Regions from separate parts of the Capra hircus genome. Here region 2 is linked to region 1. A link is a contact called in public Hi-C data. All regions are on one chromosome and are shown on one strand. The core of a region is the stretch at or near the end of the contact, and the rest is flanking DNA. Distances in the headings are between cores, read along the strand shown.

The links. Hi-C and Micro-C count contacts between places; a contact is called where the count stands out from the background.
Region 2: a Hi-C map of blood shows a contact between it and region 1, with 3 times the contacts expected there. The contact joins the enhancer-like site here to the promoter of FAM214B in region 1.

The regions. Positions count from the first base shown.
Region 1 is chr8:59,162,678-59,168,452 of ARS1.2, forward strand. It overlaps FAM214B (protein FAM214B), which reads right to left and starts at 2,195. Exons shown (of 9, transcript XM_018052115.1): 1 at 2,042-2,195.
Region 2 is chr8:59,588,591-59,594,365 of ARS1.2, forward strand. It overlaps RUSC2 (iporin), which reads left to right. Exons shown (of 12, transcript XM_018052129.1): 3 at 3,270-3,899; 4 at 4,113-4,298; 5 at 4,460-4,600; 6 at 5,738-5,775. Among named protein-coding and RNA genes, the nearest start is that of FAM166B, 9.4 kb to the right of the region's middle. Within about 2 kb of position 2,216, at least 2 of the 5 cell types and tissues checked have an H3K27ac peak or open chromatin away from gene starts, as enhancers often do.

The sequences.
Region 1 (5,775 bases), core at 945-3,444:
TGCTAGTACTCCCAGAATCAGTATCAGTGCCTGGCACATAATAGGTGCTCAATAAATGTTGGCTCAACGAAACATTGACCCCTGGGCTGAGTGAAGAGTATTCAGAAGACCTGGGTCCCAATGCCTGGTCTTTCACTATAAGACCTGGAGAAAATATCAGTCTCTTCTTTCTTAATTTCCAAATCTGTAAAATGAGTTTGTATACACAATTACCACTGAGGCCTTTAGAACTCTGACCTTATACTGCTATCATCCTAATGGCTATTGTTCACTCTTACCCATTTTCAGAGGATGGGTCCAAGCATCTGGATGCTCTGCTGCTTGTAAGGAAGTAGAAAGTCTATATACTCCAGCCCCTGCATAGCAAACCAATGCCCTTTCTCCTCATGCCCCACCCACTCAAACAAATGCCACAATCTTGAGGAAGCTGGAGTGAGTCCGCCCTAAGCCCGCCTCTCTGAGAGACAATCTGGGAAGCTGTGTTGCCATAGCAATCAGCTCCTCCTCAAAAGGCTTCAGCCTGCCCTTCTTTACCCCACCCTACCCCACGGCTTTGTCGGGCTTTGGCACCCCCTCCCTCCCCAGCCAGTCTCTCAGCCAGAGGAGACTGGCTTGGGGCCCCTTTCAGCAACACTGTCACTCTCATTCAGCCACTGTGTGGAAAGCAGGGCTTTCTCACCCTCTTGCAGCCTGCCCAGGGGCAAAAAGAACTCTGGCGCTAAATCAAGTCGCTTCAGGGAATCAGAGACTAGGCCCTAGTCTGGTTCAGATAGTCAGATTCCAACCCAGGAGGGTGGGGAGCCATTCCCTGTCCCTCCCCCAGTGGAAACTGGAACCTCCCTTCCCAGTTCAGCCAACAATAGTGGCTGACCTCTCAAAGCATGCATCGCAGACCCTCAGTACTTCTGACCATTTCCCTCTCCCACAGAAGCCCAGAATTTTTGAGGGAATTAGGGTTCCCTACCCAGGAGAAGGAAAAGTGTGCAGAAATCAGTTTGTGGCAAGTGGTAAAAATGTATCTACCACTCACTTGGGGGGCTGTGGGGAGAGACCTTGGTAGCAGTGAGGGTGAGGTCTGGGCCTTGCTGCTGGTTACCTAGGTCTCTGGCCACTGAGTACAAAGTCTGGGGCACGGCACAGCTCCTAGACAGGCAAGGACCAGGCCAGGCCCCAGGCGAGGAAGGAAGTGGGAAATGAGCACACCCAGAGCATAAGGGCAGGGCAAACTGGGGGAGGAGGGGAAAGACAGGGACTAAGGCAAGCTTCTAGGAGGAACAGGAACTACAGTGAGGGGTACCCAGAACCTAAGGGGGGAAGGGTCCCCAGGGACACCAGCTAAGGGAAAAATATCCCAGTCTCAGCCAGACAGATCCAAAGCTGACTGAGACAGTCACACAAGCTCTAGTAGCAAGTGGGGCCTGCATCCTCTCTGAGTGCTCAGGCCTGAAGGTGGAGTTAGGAGCTGAGGAGCCAGGAACACTGCAGACTGGCTTCTTCACCCCAGCAATCCCATCACCCTCATCCCTGAGACACAGTACAAAAACCTCTTCCTGGAGTCTCTACAAAGCCTCCAGATTTTCTCAAGGCACTAGGGGTTCTCCCCTCCTCATCTGGGGCCTGTAACCCCTTCCCCTCACACAGTGCCCACAGCCCCCATACCTTCTTCCTCCACACAGTCCCTTCCACACTCTGGACCACTAGCCGGTCTCCATCACACAACGCCCCCTCCACTTTCCCCTAAAGCGCCTTCATATCCCCTCCCCCTCAAGTATCATCTCCAACCCTTCACTTCACCTCACCCCCTCACATTGTACTTCCCAGCCTCACAAAGCACTCCCGCCCTTCCCCCACAAGGGGTACCGGAGAATGCACCTCTTAGCCCAAACAGTGAGCCCCCCTCCTCCTCCCCCAGCTGTTTTACTCCATCCCCACCCCAGCATTTCTCCAGATCTTTTCCTTCCCTGACATGATCCTCCCGCCTCACGTCTACCCAAGCGCACCCCCGTACTTGTCCATTCTTCCACGCGCACCCGCCCCACACCTGTAGTTCCGCGAGTCCCGTTGCAACTGGGGAGGTAGTGGATTGGAGCAGTTACATAGCTGCCCTAGCTGCAGCCTCGGCCTGCAAACCTCGCCCCTTTGGTCCGAGCCCCGCCCCCGCAACGACACGACCCACCCTCTCCGTTGTCCCACCTCCCACCTTCCCCTGGCTCGTCCCCTTTCCTAGATTCTTTAATTCCTGGGGCTCCTCCCCTGTAATTCAGGTCCTGCCCCTTTCTGGCTCCGCCCCTTCTCGTCTTCTTGGCGTCTCCACAGAGAACCTCTGCTTGTCTTTCTTCCCACCCCGGTCCCCGCCCCATCCTTGATCCCCGCCCCCTTCTGGTCTTCGCGTTTCACTAGGATCCGCCCCCTCGGATTCCAGGCTGGCAGAACCGGTGCCAGGCTCGCTTCCACTGCTAGCCCCCTCCCATCTCGGAGCCTCTCCTCCCCCCGCCCCTTCTCTGGCTGGCCTCACCCCGGCGCTGGCGCTGCAGCCCGGAACCGCTGGTTTTGATTGGCGGCGGTGGCCCCAGTGGATGGCGGAGGAGACAAAGTGATGGCTGCAGGTCGCCTGAGGGCCCACCCCGGCCACGTGCGGCTTCTGTGATGACAGGTCTAAAGGGGCGGGGCCTCAGTCCGCAGTGTGCGGCCTGGGCTGACCGGATCCGGCCGGAGATGGGGAGCTAGAACCTGCGCCAAAGCGCTAGCTTGTGGGCGCCCGAACCAGGTTGGAGCCCTCCCAGGCTTTCGAGCTGGTGTGAGCTGCCTGCGGAACTTGAGCCTCTTAGTGAAGGCGTCTGGGTTAGCGCGCGTATTTGCCCTAATGGGGGACATCTGTAGGGTTTGCAAAGTAGTGCAAAGAGCTTCAGAATTCTGTGAAAATGCGGGAATCTGGTTGGCCGGGGTCTCAAGTCTGTGAGGAAGAGCACTTTCTGTAGCCTACGGCGTGTAGGAGACAGGCAGTAAGAGTTAGGTCTATAGCTGTGGAGGTAGGTCGGCGAGAAGTCTGTGAATTTTATGAGCCAAAGTAGAGCCTTTGCTTTGTTCAGTCGACTGAACTGTGTGACTGTTACACACGTTCTGTAATTTAATTAGCGCTTGAGTCTTCAACTTCCCGGGAGCTCCACGAGTTTCCAAGATATGTCCAGGGGAGAGCGACGCTTACGAGCCACCGGTAGATGGCAACCCAGGTCCCTTGCAGAGCTGAGTGGCTCTGAGCCCAGAGCCTAGTGAGCTTCTCGATGGAGCCGGAGGTATTGATGGCTGTGTGATGGACTGGACCTGGTAAAGTTATCTCAAAGTCTCAGATTCTTTAGATCTCTGTGACTTTCTTTCTGTGAGTAGTTAAGAAGCGGCTTTACTAAACACCAATGGTGCGCTAGGCAAAATGAAAACAGAAAAAGAAAAAAATGTTCTGCTCTTACGGAACTGCTCAGATTGTCTTTCTAATACTTCTGTAATGCTCAGTTCAGTTCAGTCGCTCAGTCGTGTCCGACTCTTTGCGACCCCGTGAATCGCAGCACGCCAGGCCTTCCTGTCCATCACCAACTCCTGGAGTTCACCCAAACTCATGTGCATGAGTCGATGATGCCATCCAGCCATCTCATCCTCTGTCGTCCCCTTATAGAGGGTAAAATTGGAAGAGTTTTGTGTCATGGAAAAAGCTCAAATTTGAAGTCATTTGGTTTGGTAAGGACACTATACTAGCTGTATTGGGCAAATTACTTGATTACTAGCTAAATTTGGGTAAATTACTAGATTAAAAAAAATAAATTTTTAAAAAAGTTTTTTATTATCGGGATCATTTTAAAAGTCTTTATTGAATTTGTTATAATATTGTTTTTGTTTTATGTTTTTGATGTTTTGGTGGGAGGCATTGGAATCTTAGCTCCCCACCAGGGATCCAACCCACACCCCTTGCATTGAAAGGCTAACAGCAACCACTGGACCACCAGGAAAATCCCTAAAAATAAACTTTTCATTTTAGAATAATTTTAGATTTACAGAAAATTTGTGAAGATAGTACAGAAAGTTTCTGTGTACCCCACACTCAATTCTCCGCTTTGTTCTCCACAATTGTTTAGTAACGTCTTACATTATTAGTATGGTACATGTGCTATAATTAATTAACCGATATTGATACATTATATATATCAATACATGTAAATATGTATTTAGGATACATCCTAAAGGAGATCAGTCCTGGGTGTTCATTGGAAGGACTGATGTTGAAGCTGAAACTCCAATATTTTGGCCACCTGATGCGAAGAGCTGACTCATTTGAAAAGACCCTGATGCTGGGAAAGATTGAGGGCAGGAGGAGAAGGGGATGACAGAGGATTAGATGGTTGGATGGCATCACTGACTCAATGGACATGAGTTTTGGTAAACTCTGGGAGTTGGCAATGGACAGGGAGGCCTGGCGTACTGCAGTCCGTGGGGTTACAAAGAATCTGACACAACTGAGCAACTGAACTGAACTGATACATTATCATTAAAGTCCATACTTTATTCTGATTTCCTTAGTTTCTACCTAATGTCCCATCCAGAATAACACGTTAGGTTTAGTTTTCATGTCTCCTTAAACTCCTCTTGGCGTTGGTATTTTCTCAGACTTCCTTGTTCTTGATGATCTGGGCAATTTTATAGACAATTTTATTGATCAGATATTTCAGATATTTTGTGGAATGTCTTTCAGCTGGAATTTGTTTGATGTTTTTCTGATGAGGAATCTATTGCAAATCCATTTTCCCATTCTGTAGCTTGATTGTTTATTCTCTTAGTGGAGTCTTTCAATATGCAGAGCTTCTTTAACCTGTCCAGTTTACATCTTTTTGTTTATATTCAATGGTTTTTATGCCCTATTTTAAAAGTCTTTGTCTACTTGGAAATGAGTGTATTATCTTAGGTTATTGTCTAGGAACTTTATTATTTTACCTCTTATTTAATCATCTGGAATAGATTTTATGTATAGTGTGAAATAGATGTCAAGATTCATTTTTCCCTCATATAGTTATTTAGTTGAACCAGAAACTTTTACAAAAACTGTTATAGTACAATTTCCAAAAAGTTAAGAGCAAGATTCTTACAAGAAGCTAGAATGAACATATATCAAAGATAAGCAGGTAAAGCATGTGTAATGAGCAATTGAGGAAATTAGGGATTATATTAGTCAGAGTTCCGGGTGTGTGTATATGTAGATATACAAATGGAGAGGTTTTATTATAAGGAGTTGGCTCACAGTATTGCGGAGGCTGACAAGTCCCAAGCTGTCAAGCCAGAGACCCAGGATAGCTGATGGTGTAGTTCCAGTTCCAGTCCAAAGGCCTGAGAACCAAGAAAAATGCCAGTATAGTTACAGTCTGAAAGCCGGCAGCCTGAAGACCCAGGCAAAACTGATTTTTCAGTTCGAGTCCACTGGTAGGAAAAAAGACTAATGTCTCAGCTCAAAGGAAGTCAGTCAGAGAGAAATTCTCTTCTTCAGTTCTTTTGCCTATTCAGGTCTTCCACTGATTAGATGAGGACCCTCCCCTGCCCCACCACATTAGGGAGAGCAATCTGCTTTACTCAGTGAAAGTGAAAGTTGCTTAGTCCTGTCTGACTCTTTGGGACTCCATGGACTATACAGTCCATGGACTATTCTCCAGACCAAATACTGGAGTGGGTAGCTTTTTCCCTTCTCCAGGGGACTTTCCAACCCAGGGATCAAACCCAGGTCTCCGGCATTGCAGGCAG
Region 2 (5,775 bases), core at 966-3,465, 430 kb after region 1:
GCAGCCCACCAGGCTCCTCCATCCATGGGATTTTCCAGGCAAGAGTACTGGAGTGGGGTGCCATTGCCTTCTCCACTCAAAGGGGTTAAAACCCATAAATGGTGTTATACCTGCTGTTTGGGAGATGGCAGTATATCAGATGACTTCAGGCTCCTAAACACACATGGAGGAACTGCCCCAGAAATGCAAGAAGGTCTCTAGGGCAGAGGGGGCTCAGAAATGGCAGGGATTAGCCAGAGTCTTCTGAACCCACCCTCTTCTCAGACTGCAGTGCCTGCTGGGTATATCTGGGCCCAGACAGTACTTGGCTGGCACTCTGAGGACAAGGTCAGTCCTGATCAGATATGGGAGGAGAGGCTTTAAAAGTGTTTTTGCTATCAGATAAGACTTTTCATAATAATATAAGACTTTTGTTCCATAAATCTCCAGTGACCTATCATAGGGCTTTTCTTTTTGTTCTGTACAACTTTTTTGTTTTTAATCAAAAAATGATGAATTCATGAATGACAAAAGAAGTGAGATCTCTTTGAGATTCTGAGCAGCAGAATCTAGATTTTGAAAGGATTTTGTCTAGTCTGGAAAAAAACGTTTTGTTCTTTCAAGGACCAATATGAACTTTGATATGTAAGTGCTCTTCTTGATTTGGGATATTTATTAATAATTGATTGCAAACTCAGAATGAGTCAGCAGTTAGGAAGGTATTCTAAAAAGTTAAAATGGCTGGATTCATTTGTAGACTCCAGAAGGGAGGAGTTGATAGTCCCCTCTGCTCCTGTGAACCTTAGGGCCCACCTGGGGTTCTGGGCGCTCCATTTTAAGAGGGCACTGAGGGACTGGGGCTCTGTTGCCTGCAACATGGACTTGAGTGAATTCGATCTCTATCTCCAGTGTTTCTAAGGGCTGTCTCAAAGAACAAGAGAAACCTTGTCCCCTGTACTCCCAGAGGGTAGAATTGACACCCACTCCCCACTGTAGTCACCCCTCCCCCTTCCCCAGTCTTCCTCCTCTGCCTCACACCTACCCTGAGAACTCAGCAGGGAGGATTTTTAAAAAGTAGGAATAGATAGTCTAATTCAAACGTACTCTATATAGCATGTACAGTAAAGCTGAGGTTGGGAGGGCCTAATCTGACAGCCAGGGTCAGCTCAGGCTTGAAATTTGATATTTAAATAAGTGGAGAGGATGAAGGCATTCCCAGCCAGAAAAGCAACGGGAAAGGGGTGGTGGGATGAGCCGTGTCAATGGGGAGGGTAGCGCATTTGCCACAGGTGTGGCCACCAACTTGCCTGAGATTAGACTTTGTTCTATGGGCAGCAGAGCCACAGGAAATAGAACTGGTGTTCTAGGAAGTGAGCTGGTCCGTGTAAGATTTGGATGCAGCGAGACCATACTGAACCAAGGGTGACAGTGAGGATTCATTCATGTCTTCTATTCAGTACCTACCTTATACCAAGGTCTATTCTAGGCACTGGAGATACAGCAGGGAACAATTTAAAAATCCCTGCTTTTCCAGAACCCTAATAGGGAGTAATGGACAATAAACAAATAAGATAATTTCTGACAGTGAGAAATGGCTAAAAAGGAAATACAACAGGGTGTTGAGAGCATGACTTGCCCGAGGCACTGGGGCAATCAGAGGTCTTGAGGAGAAGGTGATGCTTGAGTTGATGCCTAGCTGATTTCAGGCAGAAGGAACACAAGACCCCAAGATGTTAATGAACTTGACATGTTTAAGGACCGAAGAAGGTATGACTGGAGCATAGTGAGCAAGGGAGATTGACAAGGGCTGTTCGCTAAGCCCTGACTGGGACTGGCAGAAGAGTATAGTCTGAAAACGTCTCCTGAGAGTGGTTCTGAAACACCTGCCTTATGGGGTTGTGGTCCCCATCCCCTTAAGACTCGCCGAAGTAAATAAATGCGGAAAGGCAAGGAGCAGGAAAACCCAGCCTGATACCATTTCATGTGTGGTGCGATGTGGCAGAGGGAACATTAGTCCCAAAGCCAAACTCTGACTTAGGCAGAATTCTAGCTGTGTCACTTCCTAGTTGTGTGACCTTGGGCAAACGACTTAATCTCTAAATTTCCAATACCCAGGTCTTTTAACAATGGATACTAATTCCTGCTTCAGAGCTGTTGAACCCAGGGTGCAAGTGAGCCACACCCAGGGTTTCAGGTGATTGGGTGGTTATAGCGCCACCTTGTGTTTATTCGGGTGTTGACAGTGCGCGGTGTTTAATTAGAAGCACAGCCCATACGCAAAGACTTTGCCTCTGTGCGGTGTTGTGGAGTGTTGTGTTTAGTTCTGAGACACATGTTTTGTGGGACACTGACTAGAAGATTGGCTGAAAGAACAGGAGAGGACCAACCTTGGGAAACACGCCTCTGTGTGGAGGGAGCAGATATGGACTCTGGGGTTCCAATGCTAGGATCAGTGAAAGAGTATGCCTGGGGTAGATTGGGTGACAGGAAGCTGACTCTGGCCGCAAGTAAAGGAATATTTTATTACGGTTAGATCTGGTCAAGAATGAAATATGTGGGCTGTAGTTGAGGAGGGGACGATGGGTGAAAGCTTGAAGTAAATTAACATCTTGACACTGAAAGTATGTGACTGACTCCAGGCCTTTAGACCTTAGATACAGAGGAGAAGGAAACAGTGACCCACTCCAGTATTCTTGCCTGGAGCATCCCAATGGACAGAGGAGCCTGGCGGGCTACAGTCCTTGGGGGTCACAAAGACTCAGACATAACTAAGTGACTGACGCTTTCACTTTCACAAAGAAAATGGTGGTTCTGTCATTGGCAGAAATGGAAATCATCAGGAGAATGAATGAGGTATTTTAAATAGCAAATTTTAATTGGAAGCAGAAACCTAAAGCAGAATGATCTAGAGATCAAGAGAAAGGTTGAGGCTAAAGCCATGGGTTCAGAAGTCACCTATATGACTGTCTGAATAGAACAACGCACGGAAGAAAGTGTAAAGGCAAATATAAGAAATGGGCCTTAAGATGCACCCACATCTGAAGTCAAGAAAAAGAAGAGAGAGCTAAACAGCCAAGAGACAAGTCAATGTTATGAAAACACCAGGAGAAGATGGGAGAAGCAGTGGTGGCACATTCCACAGAGTCAATTACCCCTACCCTACTCAGCTCCTCCAGCCCAGGTCCTGCCCCTCTCTTACTCTCCCTGGTGAGCATCATCTCCTGACTGCTTCTTTGCTTCCTCTCATGTGATTTCAGTGTTTGATTCCTTCTCCATCCCTGTTGCCGCAGGGGGTGGTGCTGAGAGCCGACCGGTCCTTCGCTACAGCAAGGAGCAGAGGCCAACCACGCTGCCCATCCAGCCGTTCGTGTTCCAGCACCACTTCCCCAAGCAGCTGGCCAAGGCCCGGGCCCTGCACAGCCTTTCCCAGCTCTACAGCCTCTCGGGCTGCAACCGTGCACCGCAGCCTGCCCCCGCAGCTGCCCCCGCTGCTCAAGGCCCAGGCCCAGCTCCTTCAGGGGAGCCACAGGTGCCCACCCACAGGGGTGCCAGGAAAGCCAGGCCTGAGCCAGAGACCTTGCGGCCGTCGCCCCTGGGCAGCTACTCCCCCATCCGGAGTACTGGCCCCTTTGGGCCCAGCACCGACTCTTCGGCCTCCACTTCGTGCTCCCCTCTCCCAGAGCAGGCCACAGCCACAGAAAGCCCACCTCCATGGGGCCTTTCCTGTCCTCCTGCTGTCCGGCCTGCCGTCTCCCAGCAGCTGCAGAAGGAGGATCCGAAGATACTGACCTTGGCTGAGTACCGGCTCCATGGGACAGGAAGTTTGCCTCCTCTGGGCTCCTGGAGATCTAGCCTCAGCCGGGCAGAGAGCCTGGTCCGGGGAGGTGGCGAGGGCAGCATGGCTTCCAGGCCCAGTAATGGTATGAAGCTCACTGCCCATCGCCCTTTCCCACCTAGGCAGTTTACCTCCCCTTTGAATGATTTCCTGTACTCCACATGGGGTCACAGGTTACAGTTTGCCCATCTGTAGCTAATATCCCAACCCTCGGGTTTTATATAGGCCCACTGGGTGGGTATGAAATGCTGTCTTTTAACTATTTCCTGTCTCTTCTGCTAATCTCTCCTGATTTCAGCCAACCATCTATCCCCTCAAGCACTCAAGTGGCGAGAATACAGGAGGAAGAACCCTCTAGGACCCCCTGGTTTGTCAGGGAGCCTAGACCGAAGGCCACAGGATGCTCGGCTGGCCCGAAGGAACCCCATCTTTGAGTTCCCCGGCTCCCTCGGTGCTGCTGGCCATCTGAACTGCCGGCTGAATGGTGTGTGGGCCAGGTCCCCAGAAAACCCAGGGCAGGCTCTGCTACAGCCGGGAGGGAAGGGATCAGTCCCAAAAGAACACATCTCAGAGGACATGAGGCACAGAACTGAGCTGCCACTCAGGGAGACAGTTGCTTGGGACTGATTTTTCTCTTCTTTCCAGGTCAAGTAGTGAAACCGTTACCGCTAACCTGCCCTGACTTCCAAGACCCTTTCTCCTTGACTGAGAAGCCCCCCGCTGAATTTTGCCTGTCCCCAGATGGCAGCTCAGAGGCTGTATCCATTGATGTGCTTCAGAAAAAAGGTGAATATCATTCCTAGCTCAAGACTGAAAATCTGCTGTTACTACCTTTTTATGCCTGTGGCCCAACTATCTAGCCCTTCAGAATATTTCCCTGTCTTAGAACTCCAAGTGCTGGGAGGGAATTAGCACAAGCTTTGGGGCAAGAGGCAGAAGTCTGTACTATGGATCATGAGTATCTGCAAGTGAACAACAGTCATTTATCAGATGCTTAAGACTCAGTCTCCATTCGCTTCCCTCAGGGAGCTATGTGTAGGGAGGGAGACTCCTGTGTGCTATACCAGGGGAGCTCAAGTGCTACAGGACAAGGTGGCTTGGATAAGCCTGATCATAACATCTAATCAGATAAGGACTGACAGAGAACCAGTCTATTTAGCAGAGCCATTTAAATGAGATGATAAGGAGAAGATTGAGCATAACTGTGGGCTGAAGAGAAGGAGCTTGTGAAAGGGAGAAAGATGAAGCTGAAGTCCCTTGCAGAGGCAGAGCAGAGGACTCAGAGCATCGAGAGGGAAGAACCTTAGGCAATAAGGGGAATGGCCACCTTCCTCCAAGATGGAAAGGGAGTATGGGAGGGCAGGTGGGAAGGAGGATAGATGTGATGTAATCCCATCTTTTGGATGGAGAGGGAAGTTGAATTCATTACCAGTGGCCTCTCTTCTCTGAGTGAAGTAGAACCAAGGGCTTGAGAAGAGGGATAAAGATTTGGCATGGCAACCTGAGGGCATAGCAGAGGGTGCTGCAAGGCACACATCAAAGAAGTGCCCTTCCCAGGCCCTAGGTGAACAGCTTTGGAATTTCTCCAACAGCAGCCAATAGCCTGGTTTCTCAAAGTGGAGAGGATGGAGAGTTAGACTGATCCAGGCTTGAAGTACAAGGGCAAGGAAGTGAGTACGTTGAGTGTCTTAATGGAATCATTGGGGTGGGTCTTGGCAGTGAGGTTAAAACAGGAAGGACTTGAGAACTGGGCAAAACCAGGAAGAAGCCAAGGCCTGTGGTATCTATGCAGGGACAGAGAGAGAGAGAGAGAGTGTGTGTGTGTGGGGCGGGGGGGGGGGGCCTCCCCACTGAGGGCCCACTCCCAGCCAGCTTGCTTGGGGACTCACTTAGGGACCTGGTGCATCAAATTCTCACTTGCAGGGCTGGTGAAAGCTGTCAACACTGCTGTGGACCTCATT